Linked DNA regions of Sus scrofa: all the other regions are linked to region 3. A link is a contact called in public HiChIP or PLAC-seq data. All regions are on one chromosome and are shown on one strand. Each heading gives the region's core, a stretch centred on a gene start, on an enhancer-like site or on the middle of the called end of the contact. The rest is flanking DNA. Distances are from core to core; before and after follow the strand shown.

Evidence for each region. HiChIP or PLAC-seq counts read pairs in DNA pulled down with a chosen protein or histone mark.
Region 1: a contact with region 3 is called in an H3K27ac HiChIP or PLAC-seq map of skeletal muscle. The contact joins the enhancer-like site here to the promoter of AMOTL2 in region 3. A contact is called at or near these places in 2 of 5 promoter capture datasets (fetal liver and liver), 28 of 47 Hi-C or Micro-C datasets (alveolar macrophages, blood, brain and 14 more) and 1 of 2 datasets of contacts at active chromatin or transcription factors (skeletal muscle).
Region 2: an H3K27ac HiChIP or PLAC-seq map of skeletal muscle shows a contact between it and region 3. The contact joins the enhancer-like site here to the promoter of AMOTL2 in region 3. A contact is called at or near these places in 9 of 47 Hi-C or Micro-C datasets (adipocytes, embryonic fibroblasts, epiblast stem cells and 5 more) and 1 of 2 datasets of contacts at active chromatin or transcription factors (skeletal muscle).

What each region holds. Positions count from the first base shown.
Region 1 is chr13:75,441,863-75,445,545 of Sscrofa11.1, reverse strand. LOC106505688 (a long non-coding RNA gene) reads left to right here. Exons shown (of 3, transcript XR_001300331.2): 2 at 3,080-3,214. Among named protein-coding and RNA genes, the nearest start is that of RYK, 53 kb to the right of the region's middle. Within about 2 kb of position 2,120, at least 10 of the 83 cell types and tissues checked have an H3K27ac peak or open chromatin away from gene starts, as enhancers often do. A contact at or near this core is called in skeletal muscle, where this site is marked.
Region 2 is chr13:75,460,392-75,464,018 of Sscrofa11.1, reverse strand. No RefSeq gene overlaps it. Among named protein-coding and RNA genes, the nearest start is that of AMOTL2, 45 kb to the left of the region's middle. Within about 2 kb of position 1,603, at least 38 of the 83 cell types and tissues checked have an H3K27ac peak or open chromatin away from gene starts, as enhancers often do. A contact at or near this core is called in embryonic fibroblasts, fetal liver, liver and 3 more, where this site is marked.
Region 3 is chr13:75,505,574-75,509,015 of Sscrofa11.1, reverse strand. AMOTL2 (angiomotin-like protein 2) reads left to right here and starts at 1,656. Exons shown (of 12, transcript XM_021069473.1): 1 at 1,656-1,786.

The DNA.
Region 1 (3,683 bases), core at 871-3,370, 64 kb after region 3:
CAGTCCACTCCTCACAGATTCTGAGTCAGTAGGACACAGATTCTGTCTCAAGTGGGACATAGGACTCTGCACGTGTCCTAAGGATTGTCCCGAAATCGTCCTAAGGATGCCATTGATCTCGGGACACAGATGACCATGCGTTCAAGTCCACTTGGAATGAACTCTCCCTCTCCAGAGATTTTGACAAATCCTTCGAGGGGTTTTTGGTTTTTTGTTTTGTTTTTTTTAAATCTCGTGCCCCTGCAAGGAAGAACATAGGGACTGGGGCCAAGAGGGGGACCTGTTGTGCAGGGTGGGGAATGTGCAGCCCACCAGGATGGACCCTCGGGGCGTCCCGTAAAGTCCTTGGTGAGCGTGGAAGAGGGCCACACACAGAGGCTCCCACCTCCTGCTTGTGTTACAGGAATTGGGCACTCATGAAGCAGACCAAAACCTAACAAAACCCACTGGATTTGAAATGCCTCAGCTGGAATCTGAACCAACCCCAAAGGGTCATAGTTCCAAAGTCTGGCCCTCGAAGCAGTGTCAGCAACAATCTTCACAAAACCCAATGCGTGGGCTCTTGGCCCCCAGTAAACTCTAAGAACTGTCGAGACAAAAACAGTGGACTGTTGGCTGCAGCACACACGAGTGATCTTCAAGCTCTTTTGATCCAGGTCTTGGTCTCCAAACAGTTTTCTACATGCACCCCTGAAGGGGTCCCTGATACACCATATGGCTGGCTGTACTCCTACCCCAGTACTACTGATCTCAAGGCCCAGTGGTGTTTATTATTATAACAGAGCTCACCATAAACATTTGATAGAACTTCAAATGCTTTTGAGAGGTTTGAGTTTGGGAGACCGGAGTCTTATCAATTCGGAATAGACTCTCATTGTTTTTATGTCCTGAGCAGCTAAGAGCTTGTATGAGGTGTGGGGTGACCACTCAATCATTTCTCTTTCTCTGGTCACTTGTGAGATACTGTCTGTGTGACCTTCAGACCCTGGTTCTTCATAGGGAATTCTTTTCCTTTTTTCCTTTTTTAGCTGCTTCTGCAGCACATGAAAGTTCCCTAGGCCAGGGATTGAATCTGAGCTGGACTTGCAACTTATACCACAGCTGCAGCAGCGCTGGATCCTAAACCCATTGCGCTGGGCCGGGGATGGAACCGGAGCCTCCACAGAGACAAGCTGGATCATTATCCCACTGTGCCACATGGGAACACCCGTGGGAATTCCTAAAAAAGCAACTTGTTTGTGCTATAAGGATTAGGTTAGGTAAAGTACATAATACACTCCATAAGCCCATCCCAACAAGGACACACAAATCCTGTCACATAGGCCTTATTGACACAGGGCTATTTGACATCCATTCCAGTGAGTCACCACCAATTTGGCCATCAAATATTAGTGAAGCTGCATTCTTACTTGTAGATTAAAAATATAAGTTAATGCAGAATAAAAATTCTAGTATTTTTCTTTACTACCTCCAAGAGATCATCTCACATACCCAGTTTGGAGACCAGTGGTCTAACGATATCCACCCCCCCCGGGGGGGGGCCTACACCTCTGAAAGTGGCCTTCCTCATTCAAGAAGGGGACCCAGATTTCCCGTCGTGGTGCAGTGGTTAATGAATCCGACTAGGAACCATGAGGTTGCGGGTTCGATCGCTGGCCTTACTCAGTGGGTTAAGGATCTGGCGTTGCCGTGAGCTGTGGTGTAGGTTGCAGATGTGGCTCGATCCCACGTTGCTATGGCTCTGGCCAATTAGACCCCTAGCCTGGGAACCTCCATATGCCACGGGAGCAGCCCAAGAAATGGCAAAAAGACAAAAAAAGGGGGGGGGACCTGACAGTTGGCTAGGCCCCCAAAATGAGACAGGCAAAAATTCTGACATAGCACAAGAAACAGGCTTATACTTTGACATCTGCAGTGGCCAACTTTCCGTGCTCCCTTTTGTTTGTTTGGAGGGTAGGCAGGCTGAAGGCTGTGCTGAGGGCTGTGGTAAGATGGGGCAGGCCCCCTAGAATTTGCGGGACTCCCTTGGGCTCACAAGTTCAGCTCAGGCTGTGTTCCCTAGGGGTCAACCTTAGTCAGTGGGGGGACAGCGGCCAGGTTCCTGTCCAGAGTGTGGGGAAACAGCGGCCCCTGGTGGCTGAGACACACATCCTTTGTGCTGTAACATTTGCTGAATGAAACCCAGTTTGGGAGTTCGAGTGCTGGTTACACAGACATGGGTAGGATAGACCTGGCTTCCTATCTGGGCCCATCTGTGTGACCCCAGGCAAATTACCATCTCTGAGTCTTAGAGTGTTGCCAGGAGTCAATGAGATGTTGAGTGAAATGTTGTGAAGAGTGCTGAGCACAAAGGAAGAACAGCTATGATGGTCATGATGATGAATATTGGGGCTTCTCAACATCTAAAAGCACCTGGAGGATTTCCCGCTGTGCAATAACAGGATCAGCGGTGTCTCTGGACCACTAGGGCACAAATTTGATCCCTGGCCCATCACAGTGGGTTAAGGAACTGGCATTGCCACAGCTACAGTGCAGGGCACAGCTGTGGCTCAGATCTGATCCCTGGCCTGAGAACTCCATATGCTCCAGGGTGGCCAAAAAATAAAAAAAATAAAAGCACCTGGAAAATACCTCTGAGGGGTAGTCCCAGAGAGAGTGGGAAATCCTGAGCAGAAACTCTCACGTTTCTGTGCTAGAGAGACACAGATGAGCAGTGAATGTGTCCTGGACAGGGTGAGCATGAGCCCGGGAGTGTGCACGAGCATGAGCACAGCCACAACGGAAAGGCAGAGAGCTCTGGATCACACTCATTGCACCCACCCCAGAGGTGAGCAGTGGGGACCAAAGGGAAGCCAGGGTCACCCATTCTTCTAATCACACTCCAAAGCTCAACTCTGGGAAGAGGGTGGGGGATTATTATTCACACAATGCTTAGTGATCACCTGCTGTATGCTATTCAGGGTAAATGGAAGACACTATCACAAGACACTTTCAAAGAGAGATCGGAACTAAACAACAGGCATGTGGGGAGGCCAGTTTAGACTGATGGCCTGGGGACTAACGATTGTATTCCCTGCAGCCATCAGGACAGAATCCGGGGAAGTGCACCAGCCAGGCCCAGGCAGAGTGAGGATTCCTTAGCTCAGGTGGCCTGCCAGGGATGCATCAACACCCAGCTCTTGCCTGCACAGATGAAGCCAGGAAGATGTCTGAGGTACAGTCTCTCAATCACTCCTACCCCACCTCTGGGGCTTCATTCAATTAAAATTTGGTTCTGTTCAAATCTAGCAACCTCTGAGAGTCCCCCTCACCACCCACAGAAGGGTGTGCTGATGGAGAAAGAAGGAGGGGCTGGTGTTCCAAAGAGAGCTGCCAAGCCCCAGTGGGCCCTTCTGAGACTCTCAGTCCTTCCACAGTTCATTAAATTGAAGTATATCAAGGAGTTCCCTTCTTGGCTCAGCGGTTAACAAACCCGACTAGTATCCATGAGGATGCAGGTTCAATCCCTGTCCTCACTCAGTGGGTTGAGGCTCTGGCATTGCTGAGCTGTGGTGTAGGTTGCAGATGGGGCTCAGATCCAGCATTGCTGTGTCTGTGGTATAGGCCGGCAGCTGTAGCTCTAGTTCTACCCCTAGCCTGGGAACTCCCATAAGCCTCAGCTGCGGCCCTAAAAAGCAAAAAAA
Region 2 (3,627 bases), core at 354-2,853, 45 kb after region 3:
ACTGCTATAGCATAGAAACTGTTTTTTTTTTTAATATCTTTCTAGTCTCTTCTTGTTGGTGTGCAAAAAATATGCATCTCTTCCTTTTATTCATTCAGCATTGTACCATGAACATTTGGAATGTTGCTAAATAGTCTTTACAATAATTATTTTTACATGATAGTCCACCCGGTAGACAAACCATGATTCACTCAGCCATCACTGAATACTGAGGTGGTTTCATCGTCTCAGGATTATAAATCTCCCCCATCCCCACCCTGCCCAAGACAGGTTCCCCTGGGATGAGTCAAGGCTCCCACCTGCCCTTCGTCTGGAAGTTATATAGGTCACTAGAGCTCGATTATGATTGCAGTGGTGCAGCAAGGCATTCTGGAATCTCTCAGAAGGTGAGAGTGACTCAGAGAGTCAGGTCCTTTGCTTCCTCTCACACTCTGCCCAGCCTGCCGTGGTCTTGGCCCTGCCCCCCACTGCCATCAAATCAGGCCACCAAATCGGAGGCGTTGTGGACTAGGAACTGGAAAGGCCAAAGGCTGCTTGTGGTGGGTTCTCACTGCTGGTGAAGGCAGCCCATCGGCCGAAAGGCAGCCAGGTGATCCCAGAACTGGAATAGAAGCCAGACCCCTCCAAGCAACCTGGTCCCCACTCCCCATTCACTACTTGGTCCCCATTCCCCTGAGAGACCCCTTCCAGAGAGGTCTGGGCTCTCTGCCCCCTTGGGGAACACGCCACTTCCCAAGCCGGCTCCCCAACAACTCCAAGACGACTGTAGGAGCAGAAACTCTCTTGGCAGACAAGCAGATGTGCACACCGCCTAAGGCAAATGGCTGAAGATCACATTTTCAGGATGCTTCTCTGTTTTATCTGTTTGCAAAGCAGATATTTGGGGAGGTTGGGCTCAGAATTGCTTCTGGGTTGCCAGCCCCATGGGAAATGGTTCACATTCTTCACATAGCTGGAGGGCTGTGAGGCAACACAGATGACTGCCATGACTGCCAGGAGGCCTCTCCCCAACCAGACCCCAGGAAGATGAGCCACCACCTCGGCATCCTCTCTGCTTGGAGTGGTTCCAGTGTGGGAGCGCTAGACATACTTCCCAAGAAGGCAGGCCTGGTGGGAAGTCTCTAGAGGAGCTGCTCGGACAGAGGGTCATCGCATCACTCATGCAGGCCCAGGACTGAAAGGACTTTCAGTGGTCAAGTTCTCCGTGCCCCAGGCTGGCACACATGCCCGGTGCCAGCAGCACTGACCTTTGGAGATACCCACAACGTGTTAAGGAGACTGGCTTCTCAACCAGTGGGACTTCAATTTCCTCTGAGTATGTGGCTATTTGCATTTTTTAAATTTTAATAAAGACCATGTATCATTTAGGAAGAAAATCAATACAGTTATTTTAAAACAAATAACTGAATAAAAGAGGCTCCAACCTAGGGCATTTCATCTCTTGCCTTGACTGTAAACCCCACAGTGTAGCAATCTTTCATGTCAGAAGATCACAATGTCACCCCTCTATGCTCTTTCCCGCAGTTGCTGGGACAACAGACAGCACTGCTGAAAAGAGGTCAAACCTGTGACCAGTGCCCAGTCTTCACCCGGTACCCTGGCTGGTGGCCAACAGCCACACCTACAGAATTCTCTGAAATGAGGAACAGCATTCCTGAGACTAGTCAGTGGAGAGAGCCTCAAAAGACAGACTGGACTTTATTCAGGCCCTGTTCAGTGCCGGGAAATGCAGGGAGAGAAGTCCCCTCTGGCACCACCTCTGCGGCCTGCACAACCGCTGCCCAGTCCATGTGTTGACATGTCCCCAGGAGCTTGGACTGAGGCCCCCTGCCAGTGTCACTGTCCTGGGAGCCCAGGCCCAATGGACAGCCTCAGCTTCAGAGCTTCAGGAAAGAAAGCACCAGATGGCAAAGGGAAAGCCAAGCAGCTTGTGGCCTGCTTGGCTTCAGTGTGACTCTTAATGGGAGACTGGCAGAGAAATCCTCCTGGGAACCTGAGGCCAGGTGTGTGAGTGGGATTTAAGAGAGGCCCGGGCCTCTCCCCGGGGGTGGCCACTGTCCAGGAGGATGGAATGAGAGGCATGCCTTCGAAACGCCACAGCCCCACAGGTGTGTGCGCCCCAGGGCTGACGGGCTGACAGCCTTGTGCTGCCTGAACTTCCTGTAAAGCCGAGGCTCTCAGCCCTTGCTGTGCACCACACATCACCTGGAGAGCTTTCTAAATTCCTACCGTGCAGGCTGCACCCCAGGCCGATTCCATCAAGCTCTTTGGAAGTGAGACTCAGGGATTAGTATTTCTTTAAGCTTCCAGGTAATTAAAATATTAGCCATGGTTTACAACAAGTGCTTTAAAGAGATAGCATCCCAGGCTCATCAAACAAATGAGGTAGGGCTCCTCCCGAGTGATTCATGGAGCCACCTTCTCCCTAGAGGCCCTCCTTACTCTCCAATCTCTTCAGTTTCTGTCCTGCGTCCAAACCCATCTCAATCCCCACCTCCTGTGGGAAGTGCTCCCTGGCTGCCTTGGCTGCAATAAGCACCTTCTTCTAAGGTGCCCAGTTACTTTGTCCCTGTGTCACCCACCACGTACAGCCATCGACTGATTGCTATTCACCTTGTCTACACATGAGGCAATCTGTTCTCATGGGGGCAGGGACTCTGTTGCTTAGGATGCTTCCTTGTAAGCCACTGACCTATCTCCTACCACCATTCATCACCCATAGTACAGGCTCCGTAAGGTTTTTCCAGCTGACTTACATTCTCTTGCATTTCAACATATCAGGCAATCTTGGTGAGAAAGTTGAAAGAATGTCTGACACAAATGAGTGGTTTTATTGTTGATCGGTGATTGTGGTCATGGAGGAAATGAGGATAGCCAGCAGGAGGTGAAGAGGGCCGCAGGAAGAATGGCTAGGACCTGCCTATTAGGCTGTCTTCTAGGAATGTATGTGTAACCCCTATAACCCAGCTCTCACGTGGCCCAGGCTCTGCACTGAGCATCTTCAAAGACATGGCAATTTCATGAGGTTGTGGGTGGGGGAGGGCCCTAAGAGCCCTTTGAATATTTACTGCAGTCTCTTAAGGAAACTTGGACATGGCAAACTGAATCCATGCTTTTTTATTGCCTCTCTACCGCTCTCCCTGTAAATCACATCTGAGGAGCTGATATATTAGGTAGGCCTTAAAAGATGGAAAGAAACAGAGAGGGTATTTCAGGCAAAGAGACTAGCTGGAGCATAATGTCTACTGGGTTCTCAGAATGGCCAGTGGTCCTGTGAATCTGGAATGAAGGCATAAAAAGTTGGGAGTGGTTAAAAGAGGCTGAAAAGGAGGACCAGGGCCAGTATATGAAGGGCCTGGAATTGCAGGCTAGGGAGATGGATTCCAGATTTTACCATCCAAAGCTTAAGGCTGAGAAATGGTATGATGGGGTCACTCTGGCAATATCCCAGAGGATGGGAGGCCAGCCAGGCCATGACAGCAGGCCCAGAGGGAGATGGCTGGGCCAGAGGAAGGCTGCGGGGGAGGACTGCACTATCAGGTCCCTGTCCATCTGTGACTGCCAGAGAAGACAATTCTGAGCCCCACGTCCTGGGAGGTCTGTTCTCAGGCCAAAGACCAGCATTGG
Region 3 (3,442 bases), core at 407-2,906:
AGTCTATCCTGTCCTTCTAGGCTAGATTCTGGTGACCATGAAAAAGTTCTGGGAATGAGAGTCTGAGCAGCCCATTGGGTACCTAGCTTCATCACTTACTCTCTGTGTAGGTGAGCAAGCTAATTAACCTCTCTGAGCCTTGGTTTCCTTATTTATAACACAGGGATGATAAAAGAAATCCCTGAGAGGATGACTGGAAGGGCTGATTGGAATGACGAGGCGGAAGGCGGCTGGTGGCACACCGTGCACTCTTCCTAAAGAGGCGCCCCTTATGACTTTCCTCGGGAAGAGCTGGACACATCACCCGGCCGTGGTGATTCAGCTGGTTAGGTGGGTCAAACCAACCGGAAGATTTTTCAACCCAGATTCACACTTCCTGTGGAGACAGATCCGAAAAGAGCTGGCGAAGGTGTTTGTAAACAGTAAGAGTGCAATTCAAAGGTTGCCGCTGGCGGCGAAAGCAATGGGGGTTTAGAGAGGAGGCTCAGTGCTGGGAGCGGGATTCAGCTCTTCGCCGGGAGCACAGTTCAAGTCAGGGAGAGATGAACATTTTTGCAGTCCTCGCTCCGTGTGCAACACACACACACACACCCCAAGCCCCCCAACCTCAACTCCATCCCGCAGCAACGCCCAGAGTCCCTCAGGGACACTCGATGCAGTCTAGCCAAAGGGGTTGGAAAAGGCAGGGACAGGATTGTGAGGGGCCGATTTGGGGACAGTAAGGGCTCGAGTTGGATTCATTCGTCCCCAGCCGATCTGAAGAGCCGGGGGCGCGGGGCGGGGAGGTGGGCAGCGCGTGCTGCAGGCCCAGGGCAGCGGGGTAGCAGCGCCGCCTCCCCGGAGGAAGGCGGGAGCGAGGAGGAGGGAGCAGGAGGAGGCGGAGGGCCGAGGAGGGCGGCGCGCTGCGAGGTTATTTGTGGTTCGCTTTGATCCCGAGGGGGAACCTGAAACTCTCACATTCCTGGCATAGCAGCCGCCTCCGGCGCGGGCCGACCCTGGGGCTGGGCGCTGGGGCCCGAGCGGTCAGAGCGTCGACGCCACCGCCGAGAGCACACCTCCGCCGCCGCGCTGAGCGGAACCGGGCTAGGCCAGGTCGTCCGGTCGGACCGCACCGAGCGCCCGTGGGCCGCAGCGGTAAGGAAGGCCGCTTGGTGTTTGGCGGAGCGCACGGGGCAGCAGAGGCGCTCCCCAGCCGTAGCTCGAGCTCGGGTGCAGCCCGACCTTTTCCGGGAGCGGGAGCGGGAGCTGGAGCCAGGCGGACCCAGCGTCTTCCAGGCGCAGCAAGCCCTTCCCAGCCGCCGGGAAGCCGGACAGCGGCCGGGCGCCTGGGGTCTCCCGAAAATGTGCGGGTCGACTGGGGCTAGAGGACGGGACAGCCTTGCGGGGAGCGGAGTGGGTGTTTGGGGTCGCGGGTTGGGGAGAGGGGTGCGGATCCGGGCAGGAGGCGCCGTTTGGAGCATAAGTCGCAGGGCCCTGGGGGCTGACTTGGTTTAGGTGGGGGTTACAGGTGTCTCTGCCCCCCAACTAGCCCAAGAATTCCTCTTTGTCTTCCTTGGAAAATCCTCTCTGGAGCCACGGTCTGGCTCTCACTTAGAAAGAATGCAGCCTGCCGTCCAGCCCGGTGACGTCAGCGCTGGAGCATTTGGAAAACAAAGAGGGCTCGGAAGGGAGGGAGGGAGGCGGGCCCGCGACGCTTAAAGACCTCTCCGGACCGCGGGCTACTCTTGTCCACCCGCTGCAGGGACAGCGGCGGCCACCGGGTTCTTGTGGTCACCCAGGAGTCCGGGTAGGGCGGGATCTCTGGCTGGGGTGCGATCTGACTTAGCGATCCTCGCTTTAGCTGCTTAGGAGAGCGTGAGTTCAGGCAAAGGCCGGAGTTGCCTGCTTCCTTAGAAGAGGGGGTTTCAGAGAGCGGGGCGCGCTAGCGCAGCAAGGGTGCACGATCCGGGTCTGGGGCGCAGATTTTAATTACGGCTCAGCGGAAAGAATGTTCATCTGAAAGGGTTGACCAGGACCCTGCGGGATGAGAGGCGTGGGGAGGTTTTCCCTACTTCCAGGCACATAGTAGGGGGTGAGGGGGGCTGGAGTCTGTCTGGAAAGCTGTGTTCCCCGGTCCTCCTCAGCTGAAGTCAGCCCAGATAGCGATTAAATTAGGAAGTGCCCCCGTGAATGAAACGCTAGGGCGAAATGATTCCTGTTTGTTTTGCCTCTGGTAGCTCTAGAGTCTTGGATCTCCCCTCATTGTGTGTGTGTGTGTGTGTGTGTGTGTGTGTGTGTGTGTGTGTGTGTGTGTGTGTGTGTTGGGGGGGTGGAAGGGGTGCCAGGAAGGATGGGCACAGAGATGCCCTCTAGATTCATCTCCCGCTCCTGGTTCTGGGCAGCTGAGAGGGGAGGAGTGCATTGGGAATGGCTGCTTCCACCAAGCCCCAACTGAAGCAGAGCATTAGGGCTAGTTTAGTGGCAGAGAAGGGACAGCATTCTTCCTACTGACCTCCTCCCTTACTCATAGGACCTGTGGAGGTGTGGGTTTTGTTTAATCTTCCCTGAGTCTCAGTTTGGAGGTTTGTGTTGGAGGAGGCTGTGGAAAGGAAGCCAGGTGAGGCGGGCAGCCTTCCAGGCCATGAGCCATTGGGAGCTCAGGCTCAGAAGGGAACACCAACCTTAGGAGATATTATCTCCCTGCAGTTTAGGCTCAGAGGCCTCAGGTTCCTGCAGCCAAGAACCTCCCCCTTGGTCCCTTGCTCCTCCAGTTGGCTCAAGTGGGTGTGACTGATGTCAAGATGCTGAGTGCCCATCCCCTGTGCACCTAGAGGACCGTCAGGGCACTTCCAGGGAGCAAGTGTGTGTGTGAGTGAGTGAGTGTGTGTGTGTGTGTGTGTGTGTGTGCGCGCGCGCGCGCGCATGGCAGGGGATGGTATTGGTAAAATCAAAGAACGCGGGCCACCCTTTCTTTCTCCTGGAGCCCGCATGCAGTTATTTTCAGCACACAGACTATGTGACTTTGATGGGTGGCACCTTCCTGCCTCATCTCACAGAACCGTTGTCCTATTGTAGTCTCTTTTCTTTCATTCCTTATTCACCAATCCAGATGCATTTTCTCCTCCTTCCTGTTCACCTTGCAGTGTGACTGCCAAGGTCATCTCATAACTGGGAGGGCTCTGCGGGGTAAAGGGTGGTGAGTTAGCTGTGCAAAGGCTGGCGCTCAGACATGTTTCATCCTAGAGGGTCCTGGGGGCTCTTTGCCTAGGGCTTGTACTGGGCTGGACTTATTCTTTGTCACCTACCAATAAACTGGGGCTCTCCCCCCACCCCCACCCCGCCTCGACTGGACAGTTCACTGGTTAGAGCTGAACTAGGCCTGTCCTGGAGCCTCATCAGGCTGTTTTATGGGAAGCTGACTGCAGGAAGCTGAGCTTCCTTCTAGGTGACTGATGTCTTTCTC